2 separate regions of the Capsicum annuum genome follow, and region 1 is linked to region 2. The links are chromatin contacts, called in public Hi-C maps. All regions are on one chromosome and are shown on one strand. The core of a region is the stretch at or near the end of the contact, and the rest is flanking DNA. Distances in the headings are between cores, read along the strand shown. Region 1 has its middle 13 kb from the start of LOC124888767. Region 2 holds the start of LOC107852748 (inorganic pyrophosphatase TTM2).

Region 1 (6,990 bases), core at 4,271-6,770, 49 kb before region 2:
GTAGGGCCCCGGCGTGACGTTTAGACTAGTAGTAATACATCTAGAGTACATATTAGCATTATACATATCAAGCCTATTATAAGTTGCTGGCCCATAGTGCCTTACAAGCATGGAGTTAACATCCAGTACTATACTAGAGTTAGGTTCCAAAAGGTGTTCGTCAAAAGAAGTTCCCTCTTTGTCTATTGCAATGGCTTGACGAATAAACAAAGGGGGAACTGTCCATTCTTCCAAAAACTTTGTTGATTCTTTCTTCCTGCCTTCTTTAGCCAGGATATCCGCAGCTCCGTTCGTCCTTCTATCTTCACGTTGTACCCACGTGATCCCCAACTCCTGTAGGAGATCCCTACATAATGAAATTAAGATGTCATCAGTTACCATTGCGTCATTTAACGCCGCTTGCAATGTAATTGAATCTGTGGCCACGATCAGTCTAGTATATCGAAGTTTTTTTAGCTATTTTGAGACCCAAGTACAAAGCTAACGTTTCAGCATATAGGGCTGAAGGAGCAGTAAACTTAGCATTAAACCCCACACCCAATCTCCGTAGGCGTCCCTAAACAGACCCCCTGCCCCCCCCATCATTAGAGTTAGCATCATAGGAGCCATCAACGTTTAGTTTAAGACCTTCATCTGGAGGTTTCCAACGAGGGTTAGTGACCATATTTCTTCCAGTGCTTTTGTGCTTTCCTGCTAAGAATTTAAATTCTATGGCTTGTGCTTGACCGAGATTGATTGGTATAAGATTTCTTCTCCTATTGAGAAGTTTATCATTTCTGGAGACCCATATATTCCAAAGGTGAAACGGAAACGCCTTGCTCCAAGTTAGATAGTTGCCCATTTTTAATTGTTTCGCCCTATTACACTGTCTAAGCCATTCTTATAGCGAAAACATGTTAGACTGTTGAATGAAGGGACCCATATTAATGGCTTCCCAATAGGCTAATATTTTTTGGCAATACCTTATTATGTGATCTAAGGTTTCTGCTTGTTGGTAGAAGAAACACGCAGGGTTCACATCCATGCCAATCTTTTTTAGATAATAAGCAGTTGGAAGTCGGTTATGATAGAGCAACCAAACGAAGAACTTGATTTTTGTTGGACAACTTAACTTCCAAATCCAATTAAAATTTTCGTGAGATTGGACACTACTGCATTCTTTACTGAGAATATAGTGATAAGCTTTAGAGGTTTGGAAAATACTGTTACTTACTAAAGTACACCTTTTGTTTATCCTCCAATCCGTCAGTGTTAGGAATAAAGGTGGCATATATGGTATCCTTGATGTCATTTGGCAGCACATCTTGGATATGGCTGAGATCCCAAGTGTCGTTTTTTATATAATTTGACACTGGGATGTCTCCCTCTCCAGTATTCAAAGTGTAATTTAATTGGTAGGCTATAGGTTGTTTAAAGGTTGACCAGGAGTCTATCCAAAAACTAATTTTCTTCCCGTCACTCAGGTTCCACTTCATATTTTCCAAGCAAATGTCCCAATCTTCCATGATGTTTTTCCAAATACTACTACAGTTTTTTGAATGGACTCTACTATCAATTTTGAGCTCTCTATTCCTAGAGTATTTATGGATCAGGACCACAGCCCAAAGAGATTTTGAATTATTCATCATTCGCCAGTAAAGCTTTGTTCTTAGTAGCAGCCTTTTGGAGACCCAAACCTCCCACCTCTTTGGGGCTGGCAAGAATCTTCCAATTAAGAAGACGAATCTTTTTCTTTTCGTTGGTCGTTCCCCAAATAAAGTTACGCTGAATTTTGTCAATGCTTTTGGTTATTGTGATAGGAAGCTTAATATACTGCATTATGTGTGTTGAGATACTGTTTAGACAGGCTTTAGTTAGGGTAGTCCTACCTGCTATATTAAGAAATTTAGTTTTCCACCCGGCATTTTTTTTAGGTTGTCGATAATGAATAAGTAATCCCGATTGTTAGGCTTGGCGTGGAAGATTGGGGAACCCAAGTACTTCCCAAAGCTCTTACAAGAACCAAAATTGAAGGTGCTAGAAATATCAGTTTTTACCCTATCCCCACCATTTTTGGAGAAGAGAATTTTTGACTTTCTAACATTAATTCTTTGTCCCGACCAAAGGCAGAAGTTATCAATAGTGTGTTTTATACAAAGGCAGCTATTCATACTACCATTAGACATGAGGACTAGGTCATCGGCGAAAAACAAGTGGGAGATAGCGGGTCCATGTCTAGAGATCCTAATTGGCTCAGCCTCTAATTGTTGACTAATATTATAGGCTTGGACCTCAATGCAAAGTATAAAAATATATGGGGACATAGGATCGCCCGTTATAATGCCCCTAGATGGGCTAAAGAATTCAGTCCTAGTTTCATTCACCATGACCGCACCTGAACTCGTACAAATACAGGACAAGATGAGGTTGATGATATATATAGGGAAGTTAAAGTAGTGTAGGGTGTGGTGGATAAACGACCATCCGAGTGTGTCGAAAGCTTTCTCCAAGTCAAGTTTCAAGATTATATTACCCATTTTACCTTTTTTATTTTGAAGATACCTGACTAACTCCTGAATAATAATAGCATTGTCAGCCGCTTGTCTGTTTTTTAGGAAATTAGTCTGACAAGGCCCTATGATCTTGTACTTTAGGGGCCTTAGTCTCATAGAAATTATTTTGGAAATGATTTTGTAGGAAGTGTTACAAAGGCTAATAGGGCGATAATTATGGAGTGATTGGGCGTTTTCACCTTTGGGGATGAGATAGATATACGTGCTATTAATGTTTTCCTCAATTTTTGTTCTTTTAAAAGTTCTAATGCAAAAGTCAGTGGCAGAGGTGCTCACTATCTCCCAGTACTTTTGGTAGAAAAAAGGGTGTAGTACATCCGGATCAGGAGCTTTAAAGGGCTAGAAAGAAAACACCGTTTTTTAAATTTCATTAACCGTTGGTAATCTACCTAGACTCTCTTCATCTGCCTCATCCAAGCATATCCTACTCTTGCGTATATTGACTTTGGAAGATTTTTTATGATTAGATTTGAAGAGGTTATCGAAAAAGTCGTAACTATGACAAATGATTTCAGCTTGATCATGAATATAGGAATTATTGTCTAGTTTAAGGGCAACAATCCTATTTTTTTTTCTTCTGATTAGAGTGGAGGTTTGAAAAAACTTAGTATTTGCATCACCCTCATTTAGCCAATTAATCTTCGATTTCATCTTCCAAAAATCTTCTTCCATTTTTAAAAGAGTGTTGAATTCAGCTATGAGGTCTACCTCTAAATTCTGCAGGAAGGAGCTATAATAGCAGTTGTGTGATTGTTGGATACCCCTAATTCTACGTAACAACTTATTCTTACGAGTAAAAATATTTCCTATATTTGTGCATGCCCATGTAGAAGCCTTGCATGCAAATAGGTTAACAGCATTTTCGAGTGTAGGTCTATTACCCCACACCTGAGAGATTAGATTAGTAAAGTCAGGGTGTAATTCCCACATCTTTTCAAGGCGAAAGATTTTTTTATGCAATGTGGGGTCATCTTTATACACTGTAAGCATCAAAGGACAGTGATCCGAGTGAGTCCGAGGTAGGTGGAGCACGTGCGCATTCGGGTATGACACTAGCCAATCATGAGTGGCCATAATCCTATCTAGCTGTTCCATAATAAGAGAATTACAGTATTCAAATCTTTTGTTTAGCCAAGTGTAATTACTTCCCTTAAAACCTAAGTCAATGAATTCACAATGATTAATCATACTTAGGAAATCAGAAGAGTGCGAGCGGTCTATTATCTTACCTCCTTTTTTTTCAACGTTTGATAGGACTTTGTTGAAGTCTCCACCTATCAGCCACTTACCTTTGTAGTCATTCTTAATATTCTTTAGATTTTCCAAAAGCAATCTTCGTTTGTACCTGTATGTGCTAGCGTAAATACAGCTGAATAACCAAGAGTCATGTTTATGTCTTACCTTGACAAGAGTATGTATTTCCTGGTCTGTGGTTGCAATATCATCCAGCTCAAGAAGAGAGTCATCCCACAAGACTGCCAACCCACCAGCATTTCCCACAGCGGGGACCTCAATGATACGGTTGAAAGGGTAGTCATTTAGCAAAGGTAGATGGTCTTGCATTTTTGTTTCTAGCAAGGCAACAACCGGTGGCTTGTGCCAGTCCACTAGGGAACGAAAGTTCCTCCTAAATTATTTCCCATTGGCTCCCCTACAGTTCCATACTATTATATTCATTGATCTTTGTTAGTGTGGCGGGTTGATTAATGGAACTGCCCTTGAGTAGTTCGTCAAGGGGGAAGATTGATTCAGTATCGTCAAGTTCATGACTAATACATAATTCCTCACCTGGGGATTGAAAGGGCGTCGGATGTTTAGGGATGTCTTTATTAAGTTTTGGGGACAGATAAGGATGAACTTCTTGGCGTGTTTGTCGTTGAAGACCATTACTTTTATGTCTTTTAATACTGTTATTTTGGTTCTTGTTTCCCTCATTACCTCTAATGCTTCCTCTATTTCTTGTGTTGATGTGTTCACAGGAATAGGATGAGTCAATTTATTATTTAGAGGTACCTGGGATGACGATGCCGTATTGACTGGAATTTGAGTAGGAGCATTCTGAAGTGGACCAGTAGGGCTCAGCTGGGATGGTGATATGGGAACCTCCCCCATCGAGCCCTGCATTTGCCAGTGGTGTTACAGTGAGTCTATGTCCATGAAGTTGTGATAGGTTGGAAAGAAAGGTGGAGATACTGGATTCAACCCTGGCTGCTGCATCTGCTGCACCGATATCGTTAGGGTTTCTCAAGTGGGGATGTGAAAGAATAGAAGGGATGGTACTGGAGTGTTCAGCGGTGCCCAGAACACCATCGACAGCCATAGATGCCCGTTGTAAAGCTCCATGGCACGCCTCATCCCCTCTGAAGCCAGATGAGCAAGAAGCTCCGAGTTTTGAATGACAAGCATCGTCTCCCTGTTCTCTAGGAACACCGTTATTATTAAGGCTTGACCCTACAGAGCCATCTCCACCCAAGAAGAAGGGTTCAGATTTGTTGGTGCTACAAGGGAGGAGAAGATGGGTACAGATCCCTCCAATAACCCCGAAACAGGATAGAGATACACCAGAGGGAGGAAGATCGATGGTGCGCTTTGGTTTAGGGGATTCATCGTTGTTGGAGGTAGTAGTCTTCTTCTGTTGATTCTGCGAAGAAGATGTCTTCTTGGGCGCCTTGGCATACTTATTTATAAAAAGGTTTGTTTAATGTGGTAAGTGTTGAGACACTGAGTCAGTTTTTATATTAGAATGGGACGTTCCTTGGACATTGGAAGATAATTGGAAGGGATATTTTATAGGGCCCTTATCCAAATCTAGCAAATTGGTATTGGGGATTTGGTTACTGTTCTTAGTATCTTTATTATGTGATGCTCCACAAAAAGTGCTATTTTGGCATGTTGGGCTAGTGGACACAGAGCTACGCACATGTGAGGGCTATTATTGGGGCATGCGGAGGATGAAAACATAGGTGTCTGTTCAGTGGCTCGTAAGACTTTTGTAGGGGTCATCGTAGATGATGAGTTGGCAGTGGGGTTAAATACTGTAGCATTTAATTTTTGTTGCCCTAGGGGAATTTTGGGATTTTCCATATTACTACCTTTACTTGGGGCTAGCTAAGGGTTGTAGCCGCCGCCACCTCTTTCTCCAATAAATTAAAAGAATTAGAAGTCAAAATATTTTTTTTTGGAGAATCTCGTTGTGTTGTGGAACACTTATTTTTAGCTATATATTTATAGACTTGTTGGTCAAGATACTTACCAGTGTCTGCACTAAAAATCTTAACACTAATGCCCTCACTAGGAGTCTGATGGCCTGTTGTAATATCCCTGTTATGTGACATAGACTTACCTTGATCCATTGCCTGTTTTTTCTTTTTTTGCTTTGATTTTTGTCGATTACAGAATGTGACCACCTTTCATTCCTGGTCTGTCTGGGGTCTTGAACCTTGTAATAGTGCAGGAGGCTCCTCACTCGTCACTGTTCCCTCTGTTGTTGCCTTTGATACAATGGGCCATGTAGCTAAAGTATGTCCCAACAGTCCACAGGTTATACAAAGTATGTCTGCTCTCTCGTAAACTATCTTCTGCTTCAGATGACCTATGTAGATGTATGATCTAACTGGAACACCTAGGGGGACTTCCACACATATACGAGCATATCTACCTCTCAAAGTTGCAGATGTGCATATATCAGTTTTGACCAATTTACCCTATTTGCTGCTTATCTTTGACAGAATTGCGTGGTCGTACTACTCTGTCGGGAGTTCTGGTAGTCTAATCCAAATTGCGGAGTAACGATCAGCAGCTGTTGAAGCTACAATGTTTGGTTGCCATTTTCAGACAGATAGGAAAGCCCCGTTAATGAACCATGGTCCTTTTTGGATTGCAATAATCATATTCTCTTCCTTCATGAATTTAACAGTAAAATAGTTGTTTCCTAGATCAATGAGTATTACTTCTTCATTGGGTTTCCACAATAACTTGAGCTTGTGTTTGAGATATTCGTGACTAATTTTAATTTTGGTCAGTTTTATTATGACCGAGTATGCCCAAGGTTTGTGAATTCTATCTTTGTCGTCCCTTGTTAGTAATATGTTATCTAAAGCCTGGCTCTCATTACTCCCCATATCCATATCTGTGTCAATTGCAATCTACTGCGTCTGATCACTGAGTTGGAGCATAGGCGCCGGTTGGGATAAGGTACGCAAGAAGTTGAGCTTTTCCTGAGTGTTTCTTGAAATGGGATCCTGCTTGGCTGTGTCTAGAGCCATATGGTCAGGTGGGTCTGGTTGAATGGTGTCCATAATTCAGAGATTAACATTAAGATTAGAAAATGGTTATGGAAAAAGCTTATGGAAACCCCCTTCTCTCTCTTGTTTATTTATATATTTGCATCTTCTTTTTTGGGTACGTGAATAATTATTATGAATGTTCACTTTTTGCA
Region 2 (6,749 bases), core at 2,305-4,804:
TATTAATTACTATTTTATTTCCCCTTTTTCGCAATAAAAACTGATTTTATTTTATTTTGATACGTTAGTTCCTTTTTCGTAATAATAAATGAGTCATTGTGATTATAAATTATAGTTATAAATCAATAATAATAATAATAATAATAATTATTATTAATATTGTTATATCATAATCTATAATCTATAATCCATAATCTAAATCTATATCTATAATCTATATTTGTGTGAAGACACTTACAAAAGTGATTCGAATTTTTTGTCCTTTATTAAAAACACTTTGTAATAGATAAAATCATCTTTTCACCTGTTTCCTTCAATTATTATATTATTAAATCAAGCAATCCTAAAATATATGGAAAAAAACTGAAAAAATAAATATATGAAAAGATTAAGAATCCTAAACTACATAAAATATATGAAAATAAATTATCAGTTCTAAAATAATATATGTAAAGAATCACATTAAATATATTTTAATCACATTAAATATATTTTTTTTTTACCTTTTTCAATGTTTTCTTTTGATTGCAAATAAATTCGTCTGGGGTTTTAAACTTCTATATTTGATGCCTTTTTTTGTTTGTTTGTTTAAATTTACCTTCAAATAAGTTCGTCTTTTTTTATTGTTGCTTTAAATTAGGCTTAACAAAACTGAAGATTCTTTAATTTTTAAGATAATTTTTCATAAACTTTTATTATTTGTATTTGCCTTCGTAAATAAATCATTATTGATTGATTCTTTAATATATTTGTGTAGATGAAAAACGATTTATGTGAAACATGCGGACAAAACTTCGTATCAATTACAAGGTATTGATTACAAGGAAATTTAAGGTATATTTTTTCTATTCTAACTTTTATTTTTTATGCATATTAGTTCTAATTCTTATTAGGGCGTATTTCATGTTAATACTCTTTTGTCCAATTCATAATTATATTTTAAATTTTTTTTGAGATAAAAATAAAGTGAAAATGTGATTTCTCATTATAACAAACAAATCATAGTGTTACAAGTATTAAACAAAGTCTTTAGTTGGCTAGAAGATAAAAAATAGTGGTAATTAGAGATTTCGTGCGTTGATAAATCAAATTTATAACCAATTTCATTCTTCCATCAGGGATAATTTGAATTGCTCATTTTACGTTTTAGTATTGTCATCAAGACTCTAAAATATGTTTTTTCTTTCAAAATATAATATTAAATAATTGATATTTCAATATGTCATATATTTTTTTTGTCCATATCTTTATAATTTATAATTATTTGTCTTGAATGAGAAGATGCATGAAATGAAATCTTATTTTACGTATCTTGACGTGATCAGTATGAAAAGAGAGAAATATGAGATCTTTTGAAGGGTAAGCTTTTCTTTGACTTTAAATGGATTTGATTCGTAAAAGCAGGATTTTTAAAGGCAGGATCAGTTATGTTGTTCGATATAAATGATAGAAATTTATTCTTTTATATACACTTATTATTATCTTCATACACACGTGTAAAATATGTATACTTGACTAGTAATAATAATAATAATAATTCTGAACGCTTAAAATATTACTACTATAAATTATTTTCTTCTAGGCACTTACAACAAATGAGAATAACAATTTTCCCCCCTCAATTATTGACAAATTACTTCCTCCATTCAGATTTACTTATCACTATTTTTCTAATTTAATTATTATTTTTACTTGTTATTTTCAACAAATAAAAAAAAAGATATTCTTCAAATCATTTTTCCAGTGCCAACAATCAATAACTATGGGTAATATGATAAAGTCCTTATACCAATCATTATTTTTTTAATGGGTGCAATGTATCAAAAAGTGACAGGTAAAATTAAAGAGAGAGAATATTATTTTGTTTGTCATGGAATATGAATCGTTACATTCAATCTTCGATTAATTTAACGATATATTTTTGATCCTTTTATGTAGGTAAACAACAATAAAAATATATCCAGTATAATTTACAAATAAAATTTGAAGAAAGTAAAATATGTCAACCTTAATCCAACTTTGTGGGGATAGAATTTTTTTTTTTTGATAGATCGTCGAGTTAAAAAGAAAAGTTATTCAAAAATACAAAACAATATGAAGTAACAATAGTAGAAACACAAAAAAGAATAAAAAACTATGCGATTGTTAACCGAAAAAAAAACAAAAAAACTATGCGATTACCAAGGAAAAGAGAATATAGGCAAGCCCCCGCCTTGCCCACCTAATGGATGACCACACTCGACTAATTAATATGCGATTTCTATACCGTTCTATCTAAATCTTATTTTGAAGTTAATATTTGTGTCACATCCTGTCTAATTTTCCTTAATATTTTTTTGAACTCACCTCTACCTCTCGTAACTTTTGCTACAATTGACTTCTCATATCCTAACGGTCGCATTCATGCACCTTCTTTTCGTATGCCCGAATCATTTCAGTCTCACTTCTCTCATGTATCTTGTAGGTAATATATTATGTTTGACGAATTATTTTTAGAAGTACAATAGCCTCAAATATGGAGTAACAATATTATTTCATATAATACGTATGTAATTAAACAATGAAGAACGGTTATTAATTCTAAAAATTTATGAATATTCATAAAAAAAATAAAAAATAACTACGTCACAACACTAATAATATTATTATATCTACATAATATTCCATCTCTTTGATATAATTAAATCCTATCTCAAATTTTATATGCAAAAAGTAATGTATTCAAGAAACTTGTGCGTGAGATGATGTATCATGGATTAACTTATGCATCCTAAATTAATTATAATCATAATACATGATAACTAACCTACTAACTTATATATCGTGAATTAATTATGCGATGATACATTGAATTTTGTCTGATATTATATATTATATATCAACAACACAATGTATTAAAAAAAGTAATGTATTCGGCTAACAGTGTATTCGACTAGCAATTTTCTAAATTTTTATGTAATATTGAAAAGATATGAGATGAGGAGTAATTAAGTAATCTTATTTCAATAGTAATGAGATTTATCTTTATATAAAAATAGAAGTATTTAAGTAATTAAAGATTCAATTAATTTAGTCAGATACTACAAAGACTAAAATTAATTTTTATCAATGACTAAAAAATAGAAAATATCGAAACTATTTCATCTTTAATTAGCTGTTTCAAGTTCAAATCTCCGATTCTATTGGAGCCCCACCCCAGAATATGTACGATTCAAATCAATCGAGGCTTCAATATGAATATAAAAAATCGAATAAATTTTTTTGAAAAAAAGGACAAAAATACTGTTAAACTCTATCATAAATTTATTTCATTTTCACAATAACAAAAATACCAATTTCTTTTATTGGATGCAATAATAAATATTTTTTTATATGATATATAAAAAAGCAATAATAAATACTTTGGACTCTCCCCTATTCAATTTCGTGTCAAACTCTCCATAATTCCCATTTGCCAACACCTTCTGGAAATTCACTTTCGTTCACATTTTACCTAAAATATCTCTATACACCGAAAGCCAAAAATAAAAATAATTTTTTTTAAACATTTAAAAATTAAAAAATAAAATAAAATAAAACAAACATATATAAATTGAACCCTTTGTGTAGAAGAAGTAAACGGCCAAAAAAGTTGTAAGCTGTAACTAGCTGCAGTAACCCCCTACTGTATCATATAGCCATAAAAATTGGTTAGTATTTTCTTGCTATTTTAAATTGTAACAATGGCTTATATATATGTGTATATATTTTTTTATTCCAAATATTTTTTGGGGTTTTTGTTTTTTCTATTTATTGGCTTCCCATTGTGCTTAAATGCTGAAGTTGGTTTTCTTGATTCTGTTGTGCTATTTTTTGGTGTTGAATCTGAAAGGGTGTTTAAAAAGAATGCTTTTTTGGTGTTGTTTTGTTGAGGATTTTAGTTTTTGTTTCTCTTTCTTGATTTTTATTAAATGAGTGATCTTTTTTTAACTAATGTTTCTGGAATTGAACTTCTTGTATAATGACTGATATGGTTTTTTTTTGTTAATCTCAAATATTTTGTGTTTGTTTTTGTTTTTGTATTTATTGGCTTCCCATTGTATTTTCTTGTTTTACTTGTGTTTTTTGGGCTAAATGCTGAAGTTGGTTATCTTGTTTTGTGTCTTTTTTGGCTATTGAATCTGAAAGGGTATTCAAAAAGATTGTTTTTTTAGTGTTGTTTTGCTGAGGGTTTTAGTTTTTCTGTTTCTTGGCTAAATGCTGAAGTTGGTTATCTTGTTTTGTGTCATCTTTTTTGCTATTGAATCTTAAAGGGTATTCAAAAAGTTTTTTTTTTTTGTGTTGTTTTGCTGAGGATTTTAGTTTTTCTGTTTCTTGGTTGGTTTTCTTGTTTTGTGACTTTTTTTGCTACTGAAACTAGTGGTATTCAAAAAGATTGTTTTTTGGTGTTGTTTGGCTAAGGATTTTAGTTTTGCTTATCTGAGTATTTCTTGTTTCTCTTTCTTGGTTTTGTTAAATGGGTGATCTCTTTTATTTTTCTTAATCTAGTAATGTTGCTAGGATTGAATTTCTTAGTTGCAATGTGTTAATTTGATTCTATTGTTTGTTGTGTTTGGTTATCACACTATTTTGTATTAGTAGCTATGTTTTCTTCATCGTGTTTTTATGTTTTATACCTACTTTGATTTGCTCTACTCGAGGGTCCTCCGGAAAAAGCCTCTCTACCTCCACGAGGTAGGGGTAAGGTCTGCCTATTACTGGACCCTGCTTGTTGGATTTCACTGGATATGTTGTTGTTGTTGTTGTAATGTCTTGATTGGAAAGAGGTAAAAAGGGTTTGTAATTAGATGAATGTTCTAGTTTGCTGCTGCAATTTTAATATCAGTTGCCTGTGAATTTTGGTTTGATTAAAGATACCTCTTTTATTCAATTTTAACAAACATTAATGGCTGGGTACCCAAGTTGTGGAATTGAGGGCGCTGAGATGGATGTGTGGGCATACTAAAAGCGATAGGATCAAGAATGAGGATATCCGGGACAAGGTGGGAGTGGCTTCCGTGGTGGACAAGATGAGAGAAGCGAAGTTGAGATGGTTTGGGTATGTGAAGAGGAGAAGCGCAGATGTCCCCGTGAGGAGGTTCTAGAGTTCGGATATAGTGGATACAAGGAAGGTAGAGGTAGGCCAAAAAAGTAGTGGGGAGAGGTGATTAGGCAGGACATGACGCAACTTCAGCTTACTGAGGACATGGCCTTTAATAGGAGGGTGTAAAGGTTGCAAATTAGGGTAGAAGGTTAGTAGGCAGTGGGGGTGTTGTCTGCTGTAGTATTAGCCTTATTCTTGTAGTCTATCAATTTTGATTTCATATCATCATCTGTGTTTATTGTGTTTCGGTTATCGCACTATTTTGTTACTGTTACTGTTTTGTTCAACTAGTGGCTATGTTTTCTTCATTTTGTTTTTACCCTATTCATACCTACTTTGATTTGCTGTACACAAGCCCGTGAGGTAGAGGTAAGGTCTGCGTACACATTTCATTGGGTATGCTGTTGTTGTTGGTGTTGAATTTTCAATTTAATGCTAGCAAATATATTGGAAAATCAAACTGATCCTATTGCTGATTTTCTAATGTCTGAGTTTTAGTGTTTTCTGTCTTAAAGATTTGTCTTTATTTAAAATAGTTGTAAGCTTGGTTTGTACCAGAGTTTGCAGGAAAATGTATGTATTTTGTTCCTTGATAATTGCATCAAGCTAGATATGTGGTCTTCAGTAGAAATGCAGTACGACAGGCGGCAGCATTATTGTTTGTCTGAATGGACGAGTAACTTACTAATAACTATATTAGTTAGTTCGTACAGTTTTGGCAGAGTATGCAGAGGTAAGTTTAACCTTTTATGGCATATTCTGTTTTATTCATGTAGAAGGCTGGTGGCTGGGGAGGGTAAGTGTACGCAGTCCATACCACTACCTCAGCGTGAGATAGGCTGTTTCCGACAGACCCCCGGCTCAAGACAAACACAGTCCTGAAAAGAAGTAGTTAAGGAATACGAAACAACAGGTATTAGCACACCAGATAATAACATATACGAGACTAGCAATCTGCTATAGCAGCAAGCCATATATTATTGTTTCTCTTCTCCGCTTATCCATGTCTCACTGATGCAACTAAGCCATTGGAGATTTCAAGTGAATTCAACTAACAAACAATTTTTACAAGTCATGATTGGAGTTTCTGTGATTAAAAGTAAGCAGTGACTATATTTTGTGATGTGTTATGTTGTAATGCTTCCCAGTGCTTTATCTTCTGTGTATCAATATTAGATAAGAAACTTTGCCGGGTCCGTGGTTGTGAATTGCATCATTTTGGCATTTTCTTTATACTGGATCTATAATATTCTCTTTCTGATCTTTATACGGGTTATTTTGTAATTTCAGATTCGCCATCGTGTTTATTGTAAATGGCTAAAGATACTAGTAATGCTGAATCTGCTAATCGGAGAGCTGGTCTCTTGAAGGACCAGGTTCGACTAGTCAAGAGAAAGAACAGTGATCGATATGAAATTGTCTCGATACCTGATAATTTGTCATTTGAGAAAGGTTTCTTTGTTGTAATCCGTGCTTGCCAATTGTTGGTTCAAAAGAATGAAGGATTGATAGTAATTGGTGTTGCTGGCCCCTCCGGAGCGGGGAAAACTGTGTTTACTGAGAAAATACTCAGCTTCATGCCTAGTGTTGCAGTTATCTCAATGGATAATTACAATGATGCTAGTCG

Evidence for each region. Hi-C and Micro-C count contacts between places; a contact is called where the count stands out from the background.
Region 1: a contact with region 2 is called in a Hi-C map of bud, with 2.9 times the contacts expected there. The contact joins the enhancer-like site here to the promoter of LOC107852748 in region 2. A contact is called at or near these places in 3 of 5 Hi-C or Micro-C datasets (bud, leaf and placenta).

The regions. Positions count from the first base shown.
Region 1 is chr11:6,541,326-6,548,315 of UCD10Xv1.1, reverse strand. No RefSeq gene overlaps it. Among protein-coding and RNA genes, the nearest start is that of LOC124888767, 13 kb to the left of the region's middle. Within about 2 kb of position 5,520, at least 2 of the 5 cell types and tissues checked have an H3K27ac peak or open chromatin away from gene starts, as enhancers often do. A contact at or near this core is called in leaf, where this site is marked.
Region 2 is chr11:6,490,480-6,497,228 of UCD10Xv1.1, reverse strand. It overlaps LOC107852748 (inorganic pyrophosphatase TTM2), which reads left to right and starts at 3,554. Exons shown (of 13, transcript XM_016697790.2): 1 at 3,554-3,689; 2 at 6,413-6,749. The coding sequence starts at 6,436.